2 separate regions of the Macaca mulatta genome follow, and region 2 is linked to region 1. Evidence: chromatin contacts called from public Hi-C data. All regions are on one chromosome and are shown on one strand. The core of a region is the stretch at or near the end of the contact, and the rest is flanking DNA. Distances in the headings are between cores, read along the strand shown. Region 1 holds the start of IDNK (IDNK gluconokinase). Region 2 holds the start of UBQLN1 (ubiquilin 1).

What was found. Hi-C and Micro-C count contacts between places; a contact is called where the count stands out from the background.
Region 2: a contact with region 1 is called in a Hi-C map of liver, with 3 times the contacts expected there. The contact joins the promoter of UBQLN1 here to the promoter of IDNK in region 1. A contact is called at or near these places in 4 of 14 Hi-C or Micro-C datasets (blood, cortical neurons, fetal cortical plate and 1 more).

The regions. Positions count from the first base shown.
Region 1 is chr15:114,548,949-114,552,146 of T2T-MMU8v2.0, forward strand. IDNK (IDNK gluconokinase) reads left to right here and starts at 1,322. Exons shown (of 5, transcript XM_028835291.2): 1 at 1,322-1,387. The region is part of intron 1 of LOC144334738 (a long non-coding RNA gene); the gene reads right to left.
Region 2 is chr15:114,633,853-114,637,190 of T2T-MMU8v2.0, forward strand. It overlaps UBQLN1 (ubiquilin 1), which reads right to left and starts at 1,656. Exons shown (of 10, transcript XM_015118003.3): 1 at 1,215-1,656. The coding sequence starts at 1,394. It also overlaps the pseudogene LOC114672828.

The sequences.
Region 1 (3,198 bases), core at 72-2,571:
CTCTCCACCTTCCAATTGGGTTTGACGGGTGGGGTTTGGCCACTAGCAGATCACAGTGCAAGAGGAGGGGAGGAGAGGCTATTTATTCTCCTGATTATTTTTCTGCTGGGTCAACAAGGAATGTCTGTCTCTCTTCCTAAGGCTACAGTCCTGTCAGATACTTCTTTCTATATGGTCTATTCTCTCTGTCTCTTTCTTTCCATTCTCTTCCCTTCTCATATAAAGGCTCCCTCTCATCAGCCCCTTTCTATTTAAGAGTGAAAACACTTCTCAGTTACTCAGATCCGGACTCTGCCCCTAGTTGCTTTTTCTGACCCTACCCACATCTCTACAAATAGTCCCTTTGTTAAATTCTGTTCACCTGCCCCAATTTGAGCATGCTGTTTCCTGCCGCCACCCTGAGCAGCACAGCAAGTTTAAGATCCTTGGACATGTCTTGGGAAAGAAATCCAAGGAGAAGAACCAGATTTTCTGCTAATAATTCTGATTTGAACAATGAAAGAAATATGAGATTTTTTTTTTTCATACTGAGCTAGAGAAGCAGGACACAAGTTAGAGTATTTGCATACACATCTATTCCTCTTATCAAGCTTGAGAATGCCGAGAGTGTAATCTTTTAAATGCATATTAATATTACCAGCACATGGTAGATGTTCAAGAAATGAGTATTGACCATAACTGAGTTGTAAGACCTTCTCTCCAAGCCTCAATTTCTTCATCTGTACAGCCCCCATCCAGATTGAAATCTCATCTACTCAAGCTAAGTATATGAAAAACAAAGGCAGTGCAGGAGTAATTGAACTATTCATTAGATAAATGCTTTTATGTCACTTTTATTGTTTTCTAGGACACAGAGTAATACCTACGACCTTGGTTAACAAAAGACCAAAGGAGGTGATGCCAAATGCAAAAGACCAAAGGAGGTGATGCTAAATGCGGTTAGAAGTGCTTTTAATCAAATAGTTCAAACGACACATAATTAACACATTGTTTTAAAGCAAATGGACACTTTAAAGTGGAGCTCCGTCCTCTTAAAGTCCCAACAAGAGCTGGATTTAATAGCAGAGCCACACAGCCATGACATACGCTGCTGTGGTCAACCCTCAACCTTAAGTTTGACACCAAAAGATGGCCGCCATTTATTATTGTGACAAAAGGCCAGATTACAAAACGCTGTGTACGGCCTGATCCCAGTTTTACAAAATATTCATACCCATCTACCTACGCGGGGGCGCGGGGAAAGGGGTGTCGTTTTAGGAAGTGCTGCTTATGCTGCCTGGTGTGGGAAAGTATGAGTCTTATTTTCCGTTTATTCTTTCTATAAAACATTTTTATAAATGAATGAATGAATGCTTTCCATGGGTGGATGACGATCCGGCCTGCCAGGGTGAGGCTCTTCTGGAACCAAGAGGGGCCAGGACAGTAGGAAGACAGGTGGCGGGGCTTTGGGCGACTATGGGCAGCCCAGGGAGACGCCAGTGCCAGGCCGGGCGCGCGCTTCACTTCCGGGAAGAGGAAAGAGGGAGGGGAGGGGAGAGGAAAAGAAGGGGCAGGAGAGAGAGATGGGGAGGTTGGGAAAGGGAGGCGGAAAGCATGGAAAAGGGGCGCGGGGAAACCGGGGGAGCGCAGAGGGGCACAGCCCTCACTCGCCCTGCCTGGGCGGGAGCGGCTCCGCCCCTCGGGCGCCGGGAAGGCCGGGGACGGCGGGGCCCGGAAGGTGACTGAAAGGAGCCAGGCTCGGGTCATGGCGGCGCCGGGCGCGTTGCTGGTGATGGGCGTGAGCGGCTCGGGGAAGTAGGTCCGGGAGAGGGCGGGGGGCGCCCGGGAGAGACGTTGCGGGCGCGGCGGAGGCCGGACGTGTCGCCGTCCCTGCCGGTGAAATGGGGTCGTGGGGACCCCCCACCCTTCCCTTTGCGGATGAAGAAACCGAGGCCCGCGGCTGCGCGCACTCTCCCCGCCCACCAGCCTGCTAGCAGAGCGCCCATCCTGGGACCGCATCCGAGCCCAGGGTTCCCGCTCTAAGACAGGGAGGCTGCAGCGACCGCATGCTCAGGGAGGAAGCCGCTCCTGAAGAGGCGGCTGCAGGGCCGCGCAGTGGAGGCCTAGCGAGCGGCGCTGGGCTCGGTTTCCGGGCGCCTCGTCGGGGCTAGGCGGGAGGGTGCACGGCCTCTAGCGAGAGGACGCAAACCACGGCCCAGGCTCTCACGGACCTTTGGCCATCTGAACACACAGCGGCCTCCTCCTGTGAGGCCCTGGACTTCTCCGATTCGATTTTGTAAAGTGAATCGTTTTCCCCTTCCTTTCATCAGCTTAACCTGGAAGGAGACAGCGTTAATATGGAGGGTAGCTCCTGAAGGTTTGGAAAGAAAGGAGAGAATTGTGGAAACCACATAGGTAGCCCAGTGTGCTAATTTGGAGACTGAGGAGTTAACATTTGGCTTCCTGTTTAAACCAAAGTCTAACTGTGCCCTTTATCAGAAAAGACAGCTGCTGCAGCATTCGACCACAGGCAGCAAAGGATAGAACTTGATCACCTAAAACATTATAACCTTCAAGGGCCTATAGGACCCTTCTAGAATTTTCTGAATCAGGAACGGCCCATGTTGTGGCCCGTGTAGTCAGGTGTAAAGACTTACTCCAGGTAGATGGGTTTTGCTTTCCAAAATTGCTGTAGGGTTCTTAGCGACAAAGATAAGAAATCTTGAACTGAAATTGAAATAAAACATGGAGCCCCAAATCCCTAGCTGCCATATGATTTGAATCAGTTGGAGAATGTAAAATCATTGCCATCGTGTGATGTAACAGGAGTGGACAGCCCTAGGTCTTGGTTCTGTTGCTGTCTGGCTGTGTGAGCTTGGGTAATTCATGTACCCTTCTGAGTCTTGGATCAGTTGAGGGGGGTCTAATCCCTATGATGTATAGCTTGTGATATTCATGTACTCAGTAATTATTGAGCTCAATCCTTCCTCTATGTCATTGTCATATAGTGAACAGGACAGATAAAATCCCTGCCCTCAAAGGATTTACATTCTGGTATGGGAGACAGAGTAAATGAATATATGTAGTGTGTGAACTGGTGAGATGCTCTGGAGTAAGCAGAACATAGGGTGCCAGGCAGAGTGGTCAGGGAAGGCTCCTCTGGGGGAGTGGCGTTTGAGCAAAGACCTGCAAGACTTGAGGAGTCCGCCATGTGGATAG
Region 2 (3,338 bases), core at 406-2,905, 85 kb after region 1:
AGTTCTTTCAACTTTCTGTATGCTTGAAAATACAAAAACGGTAAGGAACATTTTTACAGGCAGTAGGAGACCAAAAAAAAAAAAAAAAAAAGAGTGATAAATTCCGTTGATGGTAAAAGTTTCTCTCATTCGATGTTACACACCTCACTGCCTCACAAAACACACTACCTTTGGAACTCGCTAAACCAATATCCCAATCCCCTACAGTCCCTGGGGACTCTGATAGGTACATTTCAGGAATTGTTGATTGTTTCCTGTCACAAACTGTTCACGTTGTGTGCGATCTTCAGAGATTAAGTCAATAATCATGGAAAATACGACGTATTCAACAATACACTAAAATTATTTGTTAAATTCCACCAAGGATCTTAATTAACTGCAAGATTTGTATTCCTGAACGAAGTTTAAGTAATATTCTCCATTAACTCCAATTTTCTTTTATTTGGCTGCAACAGCTAATATCAACATCGCTATCGCCTCTCTAAAATCAAACAAAAACCTACCCAATGACTGGCATCTAAGAGATGATAAACATACTAAAAGGGAAAGAGCAAGTCATCAATGAAAGAAAGTCATTCACTTTTCTCCTTAAACCTAGTACTATTACTATTACTTAAGATGGAGCTAAAATCGGTTTCTACGTCATAATTTTTTTAAAAAGGTTGCAAGGTGGGAAAGATTTCAGGAGTTAAAATGCAGAACTAAATATACACGTGCACCTCACCCCAAAACCTATCTTAACAAGCAGGCACGTAAAACAACGAGGATCCCACCCAACCCCTTTTTTAATTCATAAAGCAAAACCGCAGCCTGAGCTAAAGCGAACCCTCGCCCCCGCCCAGCCTCCACCCCGCCCGGAGCCTAGCGGTGGGTCCCTTTCCTTTGTGAGGAATTGGAGGGGAGGCGACGGAGGGCGGGGAACTGGGGGAGGAGGCTGAGGGTCGGCGGATGCCAGGGAAAGAAGGCTCCGAGAAAAGCGGCATCGGCCCGTCCCACAAACAGGCCGCGCCGCCACGCCACAAACCACTGCGGTGTCCCAAAGCGCAAACCCACTAACTTGGGTGTGATCTAATTTGGGACGACGCCCGGGAGAATGGCCGAGGGCACCTGGGAGGATGACCCCTCTCCCAGGTCCTTCCCAAAAGGTCTCTTGGCGCGGCGGGCGGAGGTCCTGCCGCCACCCCCATCCCGGCCCGAGCACCAGGCGACCTCACCTGCTGGACGGAGCTATTCTCGGGCACGGCGAATTCCTCCTTTTCCTTCGGTGTCTTCACGGTGACTTTCATGATTTTGGGCTCCGCGGAGGCAGCGGCCGCGGGGACGCCAGCACCTTCGGCTCCGGCAGCGCTATCCTGGGAGCCCGGAGGACCGCCGCTTTCACCACTCTCGGCCATGGCTGCAGCGGCGGCGGCGGTGACTCAGGCAAGCAGGAGTGAGCAGGCGAGCAAGGAGGAGCCAGCAGACACCAAAGCCGACAGGCCTGGACAGCGAAGAATGCAGAGCACGCCGCCTCACTAGCAACGGGCGCAGGGCCACCCTAGCGGGTGTGGGGCCTCGGAGCTCGGTGCAGGCTCTGGCGCAGGCCCGGGTCAGGCGCTCGGCAGTCGCCGTGTGTTCAGGCGCCGCTCGCTCACATCGACATCCGCAGCAGCCACCGCTTCCTCCTCCCTGCCCCTTCCCCCACGTCCCTTCGCCGGCGCCGCGCGGAGCACGCCGGGTAACGCGCCTGGCGGCGTCGCCGAGTCATCCCTGGCTGGCGCCGCTTTGAGCTCAGCCTACGTGCCTTTTCCTTTCCCGCTCCATTGCCCAAAGTGTAGGCGAAGCCAGTGTGAAGGACTAAAAGCAAAATGGGGCGGGGCAGCTCAGTTCATGGTTTTTTTCCGTTCCCTTCACCAAAAACTAAATTGCAGTTTCCAGTTAAGCGCTGTAACGGCGCACCGAGATGACGTCAAGGTTAGCGAAATTACTAGAAAGGGACCAGTGGGCCCTGCGACCGCGGATGCGCCTGCGCGCTCGCGGTCCAGGTAATCTCCCCACCTTACTTCATTCCCGGCTGGGCAATGCTCAGCCCTCCGCGCTGTCACAGTCGCCTTGCCCTGCCTTGCCTCTCTGCCTACTCTGCGTTCCCCGCTGGGAGGAGGGTCTGGTGATAAAATAGCGGCGAGGTATTTTGTTGTTATTTTAATATGCTTAGCGTTTCATATTTGGAGGGCTGGTATTGCCCTATGCGGGGGAGTTGGGATAAGTTAATGGCGGAAAGGTCCACAGCACAACAAACAGAAAATGGAGTAAACGCCTGTGACTGCCCTGCGCAATCCCGCGGAGTCATTGCTTCGTGGCCAGAACTTATTTACCGCCCTCGGGTTAGCCCTGTTTGGTCAGACGATCAATCAGGCGACCTGTATTGACAGTGGCCTCTGCTGCTGCGATGACAGCTGTGCGCGAGCGCCCCCCGATTCTCTGTGAACTCGATTTCCTACAGTGTGTAGGGCGGAACAGGGTGCCCGAGGAGTGTCCACCCAACTGGGACAATGTAATATAGCTGAGGTGTTCACTTTCTATTCTATCAAGTTACTGCTCAATGTCAGGCTTTAAGTGGCATTAAAGATAGTTCCAAAATTATTTTCAGTGTAATACAGATAGAAATAAATTATCTCTGAGAATCCGAATTTGAAATTATATCATTTGGTTTTAAAGATGACTTGCAAGGAAAGTACAAACCAGCACATTAACTATATTAATCAGTGTTGCACAATTTAAATCCTGACAGCCCATGGTGACCCAAATCCGCAAAGATACATTTTGCATTTCTGCTCCTAAGCCGTCCAACCCTGTTCTCAGAATAAATACTGTTACATAAACACGACTTTTTAGCAGAGCTATATGGAATCTGGGTCTAAGAGAATTCTGAGGGTATCGATTTCAGGATAGACATCATTTGATATCACCTAAATTTCTGGCAGCGTGGCTCAAATAACAAGGCCTTCTGCTTAATGAAGGATGACTACTTGGTTATGTCTAGGTGTGAGGTAATCACTGCTTCTCAAGATAGAAAGTGCCACAACTGGACAATCAATCATTTGGAATTTCTTCCATATGTCTAAATAAAATTTCTCCTCAACTTCATCAGCTCCTCATTACCTGTTTTTCCCTGTCATGCTGTGTCTTACCTGCACGCTTTGCCTAAGCTGCCTTCCTCTACCTAGAATGACTTTCTCCTTGCCTTCACCTGTCTAACTTCTATGCATCCTATATCACATGCTCCAGGAAGACTTGACGGTTTTTCTCTTGATTCTCCAGCAAATACCGTGTGTGTGTGTGTGTGTGTGTGTGTGTGT